Regions from separate parts of the Oryctolagus cuniculus genome. Here region 1 is linked to region 2. A link is a contact called in public Hi-C data. All regions are on one chromosome and are shown on one strand. The core of a region is the stretch at or near the end of the contact, and the rest is flanking DNA. Distances in the headings are between cores, read along the strand shown. Region 1 has its middle 18 kb from the start of GALNT10. Region 2 has its middle 60 kb from the start of FAM114A2.

Evidence for each region. A called contact is a pair of places that touch in the nucleus more often than the background predicts.
Region 1: a contact with region 2 is called in a Hi-C map of embryonic fibroblasts, with 2.7 times the contacts expected there. The contact joins two enhancer-like sites. A contact is called at or near these places in 3 of 6 Hi-C or Micro-C datasets (ear pinna, embryonic fibroblasts and psoas muscle).

What each region holds. Positions count from the first base shown.
Region 1 is chr6:41,100,013-41,105,636 of mOryCun1.1, reverse strand. No RefSeq gene overlaps it. Among named protein-coding and RNA genes, the nearest start is that of GALNT10, 18 kb to the left of the region's middle. Within about 2 kb of position 3,941, at least 1 of the 8 cell types and tissues checked has an H3K27ac peak or open chromatin away from gene starts, as enhancers often do.
Region 2 is chr6:41,026,065-41,031,154 of mOryCun1.1, reverse strand. No RefSeq gene overlaps it. Among named protein-coding and RNA genes, the nearest start is that of FAM114A2, 60 kb to the right of the region's middle. Within about 2 kb of position 1,709, at least 1 of the 8 cell types and tissues checked has an H3K27ac peak or open chromatin away from gene starts, as enhancers often do.

The DNA of each region.
Region 1 (5,624 bases), core at 2,692-5,191, 72 kb before region 2:
CCACTGTGACCTCCCACTCTATATATTTTATTTTTAGCAGTGTGATATATACATTTGGTCATAAAATTTAATTCAGACAGCTTATAATAAAAACCAACTGCTTCCACCATATCCTGTTCCCCAGACATCAACATTTTTAAACTGTTTTGTTTTTAGCTTTGACTAACATTTATTGAGCACTTTTTAAAAAAATTTATTTATTTATTTGAAAGGCAGAGTTACAGGGAGAGACAGACACAGAGGTGGGAGAAGGGAGGGAGGGAGGGAGGGAGGGAGGGAGGAAGGGAGAGAGATTTCCCATCCACTGTTTCACTCTCCAAATGGCTGAAATGATTGCGGCTGGGCCAGGCTGAAGCCAGGACCCTGGAAGCTCCATCTGGGTCTCCCAGGTGGGTGGGCGGGGCCCAAGCACTTGCATCCCTTGCCTTTCCAGGCATATTAGCAGGGAGCAGGACTGCAAAGTGGAGCATGTGAGACTTGAACCAGCACTCACATGGCATGCTGACATTGCAGGTGATGGCTTAACCTGCTGCACTACAACACAGGCCCCAATGAGCATTCCTATCAGGTGCTAAGCCCTGGGTTAAACCCTTTATGTACATTGATTCTTTGAGTGCTCACCAGTACCCCATGAAGTAAATGGCTTTGTCATGCCCATTTAGCAGATGGGAAAACTAAAACATGGAGCTGTCAGGTAATCACTCCAAGTTCAGCCAGCTGATGAACAACAGAAAAGGGATTCAGTGTCAGAAATCTGACTCCAGATGCTCAAGTTCATCCCACCCTGGTGATTTCTGTTAAAGCTTTCTTACTTCTACCCCTTGAATGATCAACTCTAGGCATCACCTATTGGTTTCAGATGATTGATTATTTAGCTTATTTAAATGATTCCCCCTGACTCTAGGGGGATTTGTGGCAATATTCACTTCTGTTGTGTGTACCATGGGGACCTTAAATCATGCACATAAACCTCAATTTCTGTTCCTATTCCATAAATAATTATTGAATAGCTATATGAGGTCACCTACCTCTGAGTTATGCAGCGGAAAGGCCATCCAAAATTTTCTTGTCCTCCAGCCCCATTCACTATGACACCCAGCTCTGTGCTGGGCACACAGCAGGTGCTTGATAAATATCTGTGCAATAAAACAAATGCAGAGAAACTGGCCAGGAGCAGGGGTGGGAGATGACCAGGCAAAAGAATGGTAATTGCAGCCTGCAGTGTTAGCCCAGCTTCTTCAGAGACACAACCTCCTGCTGAGGAGGGAGCATGGAGCAATAAAATGGAAAAGGAAGGAGAATTGCCTGAGAGCAGCTGTCAGGAAGCACTCCCCCCCCAACCCCCGCCCCCCAGTGGAGCGATGGTGGATGTGCGTGATGACCTCACTGCAAGGTTGTCTCAGCTCAAACACCTGGGCCTGTGCTGCAGCCTCCTGGGAAGCTGCCAGGGAATGCACTCTGCACAGGCTTCTGGCCACCTCTCCCTTGTGAGAAACTTGGGGGACTCTTCTATGACCAGTTCCAAAATGGGTTTTCCGTAAGGGTTGCCTGGGGCTGTTTCCTGGGGAAGCTTCTCCCACGGGTTGGAGAATCTGGGCCTATGTACCTTGAGGAGCCCAACATAAAGGCCACCTGCCACAGGGCCTTTCTGCATGCTGTCCCTCCTCCCTTTTAGCTCCCATCCTCCTTGATAATTCCTACTCATCTTTTGCACCTTGGCTAAGGTGACACTATCTTAGGGCAGATTTTCAGGCCCCTCAAGCTGGGTTACAGTCCTTATTATGTGTTCTCTATGTATTTTTCTCTTTCTCATATTTAGCACAGTAGTAATTTTACATTAAATAGTCATTGCTTATATAAAATCAGCTTTATCCAGTAGACTGGAACTCTCATGAGGGCAGGGACCATCTCTGATTTTGCCCACAACTCTACCCTTAATATTAGCATAGCACCCAGTCCACAGAAAGTGCTGAGTAAGCATCTCTCTCTCTCTCTCTCTCTCTCTCTCTCTCTCTAAGTTACTCATCGATTTATTTGAAAGGCAGAGTGACAGAGACAGATCTTCCATCCACTGTCTTACTCCCCAGATGGCTACAACAGCCTGGACTGGGCTGGGCTATAGCCAGGAGCCAGGAACTCCTTCCTGGTCTCCCATGTGGGTGGCAGGGGCCCAAGTGCTTGTGCCATCAGCTACTGCCTCCCAGGCACATTAGCAGGAAGCTGAGCATCTGGGTGCCACAGGCTGTGGCTTAACCTGTTGTGACACTACCCTGGTCCCGTAAGCATCTCTGGAATAAATGGAGTGAATGAGTGAGCCTGGAATAATCTGTTTGTCAAATGATTCCCTGGTGTGGGATTTCGCTGCCTCAAAACCTGGTCTCTTCTGTGCACCTAGGAAGGAGGAAGGTGAAGTTCTCCACCCTTGGCCTCCCAGTGCAGCCTGTGATTTGCAGGGGCTGGCATCCCCGATGATTCACAGCAACTGGGAACACTCCTCATCTCCTCCCCCTCCACAAACACACACACACACACACACACACACACACACACGTTCCTTCCTCTGCCTGGCTCCTGCCCCCTCTCTCAGTGTCACCAGGCTGTGTCTCCTCACCTTACACTGCAGGAATTCTCAGCCCTTGCTGAAGCTAGATAAGAGAAGCTTTTAAAAAAATGTTTATTTGGCCGGCGCCACGGCTCACTAGGCTAATCCTCCACCTTGCAGCGCCGGCACACCGGGTTCTAGTCCCGGTTGCCCCTCTTCCAGGCCAGCTCTCTGCTGTGGCCAGGGAGTGCAGTGGAGGATGGCCCAAGTGCTTGGACCCTGTACCCCATGGGAGACCAGGAGAAGTACCTGGCTCCTGCCATCGGATCAGCGCGGTGCGCCGGCTGCAGCGCGCCAGCCGCGGCAGCCATTGGAGGGTGAACCAATGGCAAAAGGAAGACCTTTCTTTCTGTCTCTCTCTCTCACTGTCCACTCTGCCTGTCAAAAAAAAAGTTTATTTATGTGTTCATTTTTATTTTATTTTATTTGAAAGAGAGAGAGAGAGAAGAATCTCCCCTCCACTGGTTCATTCTCCAAATGCCCACAACAGCCAGGTTTGGGCCAGGCCAAAACCAGGAGCCAGGAACTCAATCAAGGTCTCCCATGTGCATGGCAGAAACCCAAGCTCTTGGGCCATTGTCTTCTGCCTCCCATGAGCAGGAAGCTGCAATCGAGAGCAGAGCCAGGACTTGAACCTAGGCTTTCTGATCTGGAATACGGGTGTCTGAAGTGGTATCTTAACCACTATGCCAAATGCCTGCCCCTAGAGAAGCTTTTCAAACTCACAAATGTGTGAGTTTCTGACTTAGGAGTTCTGATGATGTGGCACAAGTACAAGGTTAACAAGTTCTTCAGGTGATTCTGTTGAGCAGGCCACTTTCTGGCTTGACCTCAAAGATAACTCCACCCTTCTAGCCTCCTGCCCTACACCAGTTTGTCCAATCTTCTCCTCTGGGGAGAGCGGTGTCCTCCCATGTCATTCAGAGTTCTAGGCTTGGATTTCTCAATTCATTCACCTTGTGGCAATTGGATGGAAAGATTTTTCTAGAAGAAAGGCTTAATTAAAACTCCCCCTTGCAGTCCATTGCTTTCAGGAGCCTGGCAAAGCCATGTTCACCTGCCCAGGCTCATCCATGGAGGTCCACTGCCACCTTGGTCATACTGTGCCTCTTACATGTGAGCCATGCTCAGGGGGTGCATGGGCCGAGCTATGTTCTTGCCTTCCTCTGGGCCTCTGCATAACCACTCCCTGCCCAGTGTCAGGGAAAAAATGTATTCTGACAATGGTTAAAACAGTAAGGAAGGCTTTACTCGGGATTATTGTAATAGAGGTGATGCAATAGGGGAGAGAATGGGCTCAATTACCAGTACAACAAAGACAGCTGAAGATTTTAATGGAAAGTGACTAAGACATTAGGATAAGGGATTCTTGCTAAAGTGACCAGACAGGATGATTGCTAAAGGTAGGCCAAGAGCTTAGACATCAAGCGTGAGAGAGGAGGGGTTTGGTTAGATCTCAAAGGTGAGGGCTGACTTAGCAGGATTTTATTTCGCTATCGCTGAACTGTGTAAAATTCAGATGGGGCCAAGGTGAAGGGCTGGTTGAGAAGAAAGCTCGGAGGAATCTGGCTAACGTGTGATCGAGGCAAGTCTTTGTTACTGAGTTGTTTCTGGGATGTGCTCTGACCCTCTTCCACCCACTGTGGATGCTGGCATTTGTCACATCCTACGGTGGTGATGTGTTACTTGCTCTTTCCCTGCTTGGCTGTGAGCAACTTGCAGGCAGAATTTGTGTCTTCAACCCAGAGGGTCTAACACAGTGTCTGGCCCTCAGGAAATGTGTTTTGAATGAATACATAGTGATGAACACGGCTCTCCAGGAATGGCTGCTCTGGCCCGGATTAATCAATGCCTGTGTTACCTACATCAGTGCTTCTTGGGGTTCTGTGTGGTCAGAATCCTCAGAAAGGCTTGTTAAACAGGGGTGACAGGGCCGCATCTCAAATCTCTGGTTCAGAAGGTCGAACTGGGGCCTGAGAATTTGTGTGTGGAATACCAAGTGATGCTATCACACTGGTCCCAGACTGCATTTTGATCATCACTGACCTGTGGTGATTACAACTGATATCATCACCAAGTGATGTGTCTCATAATATTTCAAAAACTCAATGATAATAAAATTTAATAAGTGAATTTCAGGTGAGATAGTGAAGCAGATGTGAGCTCATGATCTAGGTGACCTCAGTACACAATCCTTTCTCTTCCCTTTGCATGCTGGAGCAAAGACTCCAGACTTCATTTTCTTTCCTTTGTACTTCATTTTCTATGGGAGAGGCTGCATATTAATGCAGGGGATCTGCAGACATGCAGCTTCCTGACTCCTCTCCTATCTCAGCTCTCGTTGCTACCTGCAGGTGTGAATGGGTTCAGGGGGCAGGGATAGCCAGGCAGGGGCCATGTCTGGGGCAGCCAGGGCAAGACTGAGTTCCCCCTAAATGACTGCATGGCCTGAAGGAGGTCAAGGTGCTGCTGTTCACAGGACATTCAGACAGACCTCAGAGTATACTTGGGCTCCTCAGGGTGTGGGGCAGAATCAGGGATGGGAAGGAGAGGACCATACCGGGGCCAGATCTGGGGCTAGCTCTTCCTGTTCTGCCATGTTCCAGAGAGGAACTCCTTCAAATTCTGAATTTGAAGTTGACCCTGCCAGGCCACTATGAGAGAATATTGATCAAGATAGAAGGACAGAAGGTGTATTATTTACAGTGTGTTACTGTAACTTAGAGCTTCTAACTATTCAGACAGGGTCTGTAGGGCTCCAGGTATACTCTTGGCTCAGGACTGGACGGCTGGAGGGACCAGGGGAGGCGTCAGCCTAGGAGAACAAGGCCATTCCTCTAGAGTCTGTGCTGTTCTCCCGGGTGGGAACCTTCAGCTGGAGCTCCAAGTAGCCTGCCTCCCTGGGGACTGGCTGTACACCTCGGGAACACCTGCAGGGGTTTCTCTCCTCCTGAGAGGTCAGGTGAAAACTGGCACCACAGTCAAATACAAGCGAGTCTGCACCTGCTCCTTTGGGATAAAG
Region 2 (5,090 bases), core at 460-2,959:
TGTTTGGCCAACTGAGAGAAAAATGCCCTGAAGGCAAACAGAGGGAACGCAGCCTCCTTTCCCTAATGCAAATAGCATCATCTCTTCTAGGTGGACAGAGGAGCTCAGTGTAATGCATATTTTCCCCCTAGGTCTGGTTTCTGATTGCTACCTGATGTGTCCCAGCAGGCAGCCTGCTATGTTCTACAAACTCCAGCTAGATGATAAACCTTTGATTTTTGCTCTTCTCTGCTTCTTGGGAATAATGGAACCATAATGGATTACGTCACCAAGAATAGCTGTAATTGTAACAATGCTGCACAGAAGGAGCTGGCAAATCAGTCAGCCCCGTAAAATGTGCCGACTTGCTTTTAGTCGCTCTCTTTGGAACGGGTCTCGACCTTGTATGTTTTTCTTCACCACAAACCTTTAATAAGCAGAGGGCTTTCTGTGGGGAGTGGAGAATGAAAGTCATACACATGGGAGGTTTTATTCTTGCTTTGTTTTCTTTTATCTCCTGTTTGTACAATTCCCCTAGAAATGTGGTCACAGGGAGAGATGTCAGCACCTCTTCTCTCTAAATATCTTCGCTGCCACCCACCTGGCATCACGTCAAAAGAAATGTCACCTCCCTTACCTGGAGTGGCAGATCATTTGAATGCTGTCCAAGGTGCTGACAAATGGTATTCTTAGGGAGACATCTTGGTTCAGTTCATAGGCTGTATTGTGCATAGTCAGGGAGACATTGGGCTATAAGTGTTGGTAAGGAGGGGTATCTCTGGATACTCCAAGTTACCTGCTGTAAGCATGCCTTCTTGGAAGGCCATGTTCTTCTTATTTCCTCTGAGATCCTGGAACCCACACTGAAACAAATGATAAGTAGTACACATGGGATGGTAAACATGGTTCTCCAGTGCTTCACTGGCATGGTAGATAAACAAGCAGAATCAGCACTGGTTACACCTACTAGATGCCACTATTCTACACTTACAGTATGTGCCAGACACAATGAAAGATACTTGGTATCCATTTTCTCAAGTGCTTTTTATGACAACTCAGTAAGTTAGGTACTGTTATTGTTCCAATAGTACAGTCAAGAGAACTGGGACTTAAAAAGAAAAAAAAAATGGTTTGACCCATGGAAAGAGCTGAAGTTTGGCCATGGGTCTTCCTGACCTCATTAGAACTCACTGTTTTAACAACCAAGATATGCCTAGTGAGTGTGCTTAGGAATAAGTTCTAGAAGACATGGGAAGGTCAGCCCCTAGCTCACTAGGTGGTTTAGAACAAGATACTTTTCTTACCTAGGTTTTGAATTCCCCAGCTGTAAAATTAGTGGGTCAGCTCTAAGGCTGCCAGTTATCCAGGTAACCCTGGTTTAGTAGAAAGATCCCTGTCACTGGACATGAGCTTGAATTACATAGCTAGGGAACCACGTGGCAACACAGTCACAGAGGGACTCCCTCCCAGGTTGGTGAGGTGAATCTGCACATCTTTATCTTTCTTTGTTCCGTGAGAGGCTGATGCCAATGTTTTTCACCTAATTCCAGATAGAAAAGGCCAATATTTGTACGCCCTGGAGCCTGGTCTTGCCAGTTCTGAGGCAGCTTTATTTGTTTGCTGCAGTTTGCTGTGGTGACTCAGCAGGAGGTGGGAAGGACGCACCCGTGCTCTCAGCTGCCTCCTGAAGTCCTCGCTTGGCTAAGCACGGAGATACTGGGTGGGAAGGCCTCAAGATAATTGCTTGAAATCTTTGTTGCTGATGTTCCCTTTGCCTTGGCAGGTCCCGGATTTCCCTACCTCTAGCAGGGTTCTCACTTCATTGAACACTCAAACACCCATTAGGGAAGCTTGTCACTTTCTTATTTGCCAGAAATGTCTGACACAGAAGGGCAGGTACCACTTAAAATGTCAAGGCAGCAGTGCAGCTGACAGGTAAATTTCTGTGTAAAAAATCCTTTTTCTTTTTTCCCTTTGGAGCAGGAAACAATGGAAGATTCTCTGATGGCAGACAGGCACGAAGACTGTGTTCAGCCAGAGAGGAAGGGGTAAACAGTCAGGATTTCAATAGTCTGTGATTCTAGTGCTCAGTCCCCCAAGGCACCCAGTTCTCCTCCCAAGGACCCTTTTCATATGCCTTGTTGATGAACGCTTCTTCTACCCTCCCTCCCTCCATCTCTACTGCCATGTCCACCTTCCTCCTGGAATTACGTCCTCATTTATCTTCCTGTCTCTGACTTCTCTGTATGACAATCTATATGCAGCTGGTTGCCATCTGTAGATTTTTGAAGGGGAGTCCTGAGCAATGGCTTTTGAGCGTGGATAATTTCAATGGCTTCTTGAAAACAAATGCACTTCCACTCCACTCCACCAATTCCCCCTCATAAGTGCTTGCTATATGATGCCATGAACTACTTGAGACATCCACTTATTTTTCATACATCAACCCTATCAGGTGGGCACTAGTAGCTTCATCTTACAGTTGAGTAAACTGAAGCAAATTGCCTTCAAAGAAGTTATATTTACGCAGATTAAAAATACAAACCAAGATAAACAAACTATGGTATAGCCACATAATAGAATGTTAGGTTAAACTGAATAAACTGAGGCTGAGAGATTCAATAACCCGCCTAGGAGCTCCCAACTTGTAAGTGCCTGACCCAGATTTAAAGCAAAATAGTCCTCATTTTCCCCCTTTTAAAATCATTGCTATTAATAGGGTTTATTTTATAGATAACTTTTAGGTTTATAGAAAACGCGAATGAAGTAGAGAGTTCTCATACTCCACACCCCCCTTTCTTCTATTATTAACATCTTGCATTGCGTGGCATGTTTGTTATAAGTGTTGGACAAAGTAGTGACATGATGATCATCCTAAATCCATAGTTTATATTAGGATGCACTCTTGGTGTTGTGTGGCCTACTGGTCTGGATAAATACATATGACATGTGTTTGTCATAACTGTATCATATGGAATAGTTGCACTGCCGTAACCAGCTTCTGTGCTCCTTGCTCCTTCCCCCTGAATCCCTGGCGATAACTGAATTTTTTTGCTCTATCCTTAGTTCTGCCTTATCTGGAGCATCATATGGTCGGAAACAGTAATTAGATGTTTCAGATTGGCTTCTCTCAGTCAGCAATATACATTTAAGTCTCCTCTGTATCTTTTTGTGACTTGATATTTCATTTATGCTGCATAACATTCTATTGTGTGGTTTACCATAGTTTGTTTATCCTGGTGTGTATTTTTAATTTGCATAATCTACAGCTTCTTTGAAGGCAATTTGCTTAGGCTGAAGTTTCAGATCCTTCCTAATATGGCTCTCATTTTAATCCTGTTTATTCTTTTCCCCATCCTGTTGGCTCCCTTGTTCCCTGAACACACCCTTCACTTCTTAGAGCTTTTGCTTAAACTGTTGCTATTTCCAGGAACATTTTTTTCTTCATCTTTGCATATCTAAATCATACCCAGTGTTTCAGGTTTCAGTTCAAATGCTACCTCTCTGGTGAAGCCTTGATGCCCCTACCCCCAATTGCAGATGAGTTTTTTTTCCATACAAGCACTAAGTAAGGTTGATAGGGATGGTTGTGTACTTGGTCAACTTGGCAACTAGCCATCAGCTTCTGGTTACAATTATATTACAATTATATTACAATCTATTTCTCCCAGTTTGGCCCATGAAGTTCAAGCATAGATGACCATCACTCCTTACATTACAGCTGGTGGGGAGCATTAGACCAGACATAAGCCCATTGTTGAATTGCATTTTCTATGGGATTGCTTTGGAGATGAACATGTTACCTAATAGGAACCAATGAGACTCATGTTGAGAATTCATATGTTTGAAACTGAAAGGGCGTGAGATCTGGGATAGTTTCAGCTTTATTATGGCCCAGAGGGGAATATGTATAAGAATAGGGTCATGTGTAGGAGAAGTGAGAGAAATTAGGTCCTGAGGATGTAATTTGTACTCCTTCCCCCCCCCCCTTCAAACTATATAACTACAATTATGTGAGCCAATAAACTATTTTGTTCAAGCTTATTTTCATTGAACTTTCTTATACTTGCTAAAACTTTCTTATACTTGCTAAAAAAAAAAAAAAAGGACTTGCCTACACAGGTATACCACAGGACAGTAAAATTTTCCAGCAGACTATCTGAGGATTAGCTATCCAATCAACAGATATTTACTATGTAACTATTATGTTCAAGCTGCTGTGCTAGTTGTTGGTCACTGGAAGGAACAAGCACTATCTGAAGCCACAGAAATACTGAACAACTTGCAGATCTGTTACTTACGTGCATGAGGATTCCATCTGCACTTATCAAAGATCAGAACACACAGAGGTGGTGTGAGGAGTGGCTAGGGGCAATGGGAGTTCAGCAGGTTCATTTCAGACCTGTCTGCCTCGAAGCTCTCAGTAGTTTCTAGTTTCTTCCACTCCCCGGAAGGATAATGTAGGGCAGGATTCAACAAAGCAAGCCCCCTTGCCCCCTACCACCATTGGTGAGAAAGGGGGTTTACATTGACCAAACCTGGTTCTTAGTGGACTTGGATATATCTTGAAGCTCGTTATCTATTTAACTGGCTTTAGAGAGGCAGCAGGTGTTTGGGGTGGAGAAGTGGGAGTGAAAAGCTCTAGTAGCAGTGTCAGAAAACTCAGCCTAGAGAGTAGGCAGTGGGTTGTGGCAGCAAAGATCTGTTGGGTCAGAGCTTCACTCAGGTGCTGGCTGCACTTGCCTATGAAAGTGGAGCTGTAGTTTGCCTTTCTGAAGAATACATTCCCCTACCCCAACCAGATATGTAGTGCAGGAAGTCTGAAACTTGGATTTCCTGGATATCTTACTAAAACTCAGAATCTGTCTTAGTAGCTCGGGGGTGAGGCCTAGTAGTCTGCATTTCTAATAAGTGCCCAGGTGATGCTGAAAGTAGCAACGAGGTAGAAAACAACATGAATTTATCTCAGGCCCATCACCTGTATTGTCTTTAGGCTCTGATTGTTTCTTATGTTTTGGAGGAATATTTGCACCTGGCTAAGTTCAAGTCTAAGTTCCATCACTAAGTAGGGATGTTTTCAACATGCAGTGTACATGCACTTAGGAAGGGTA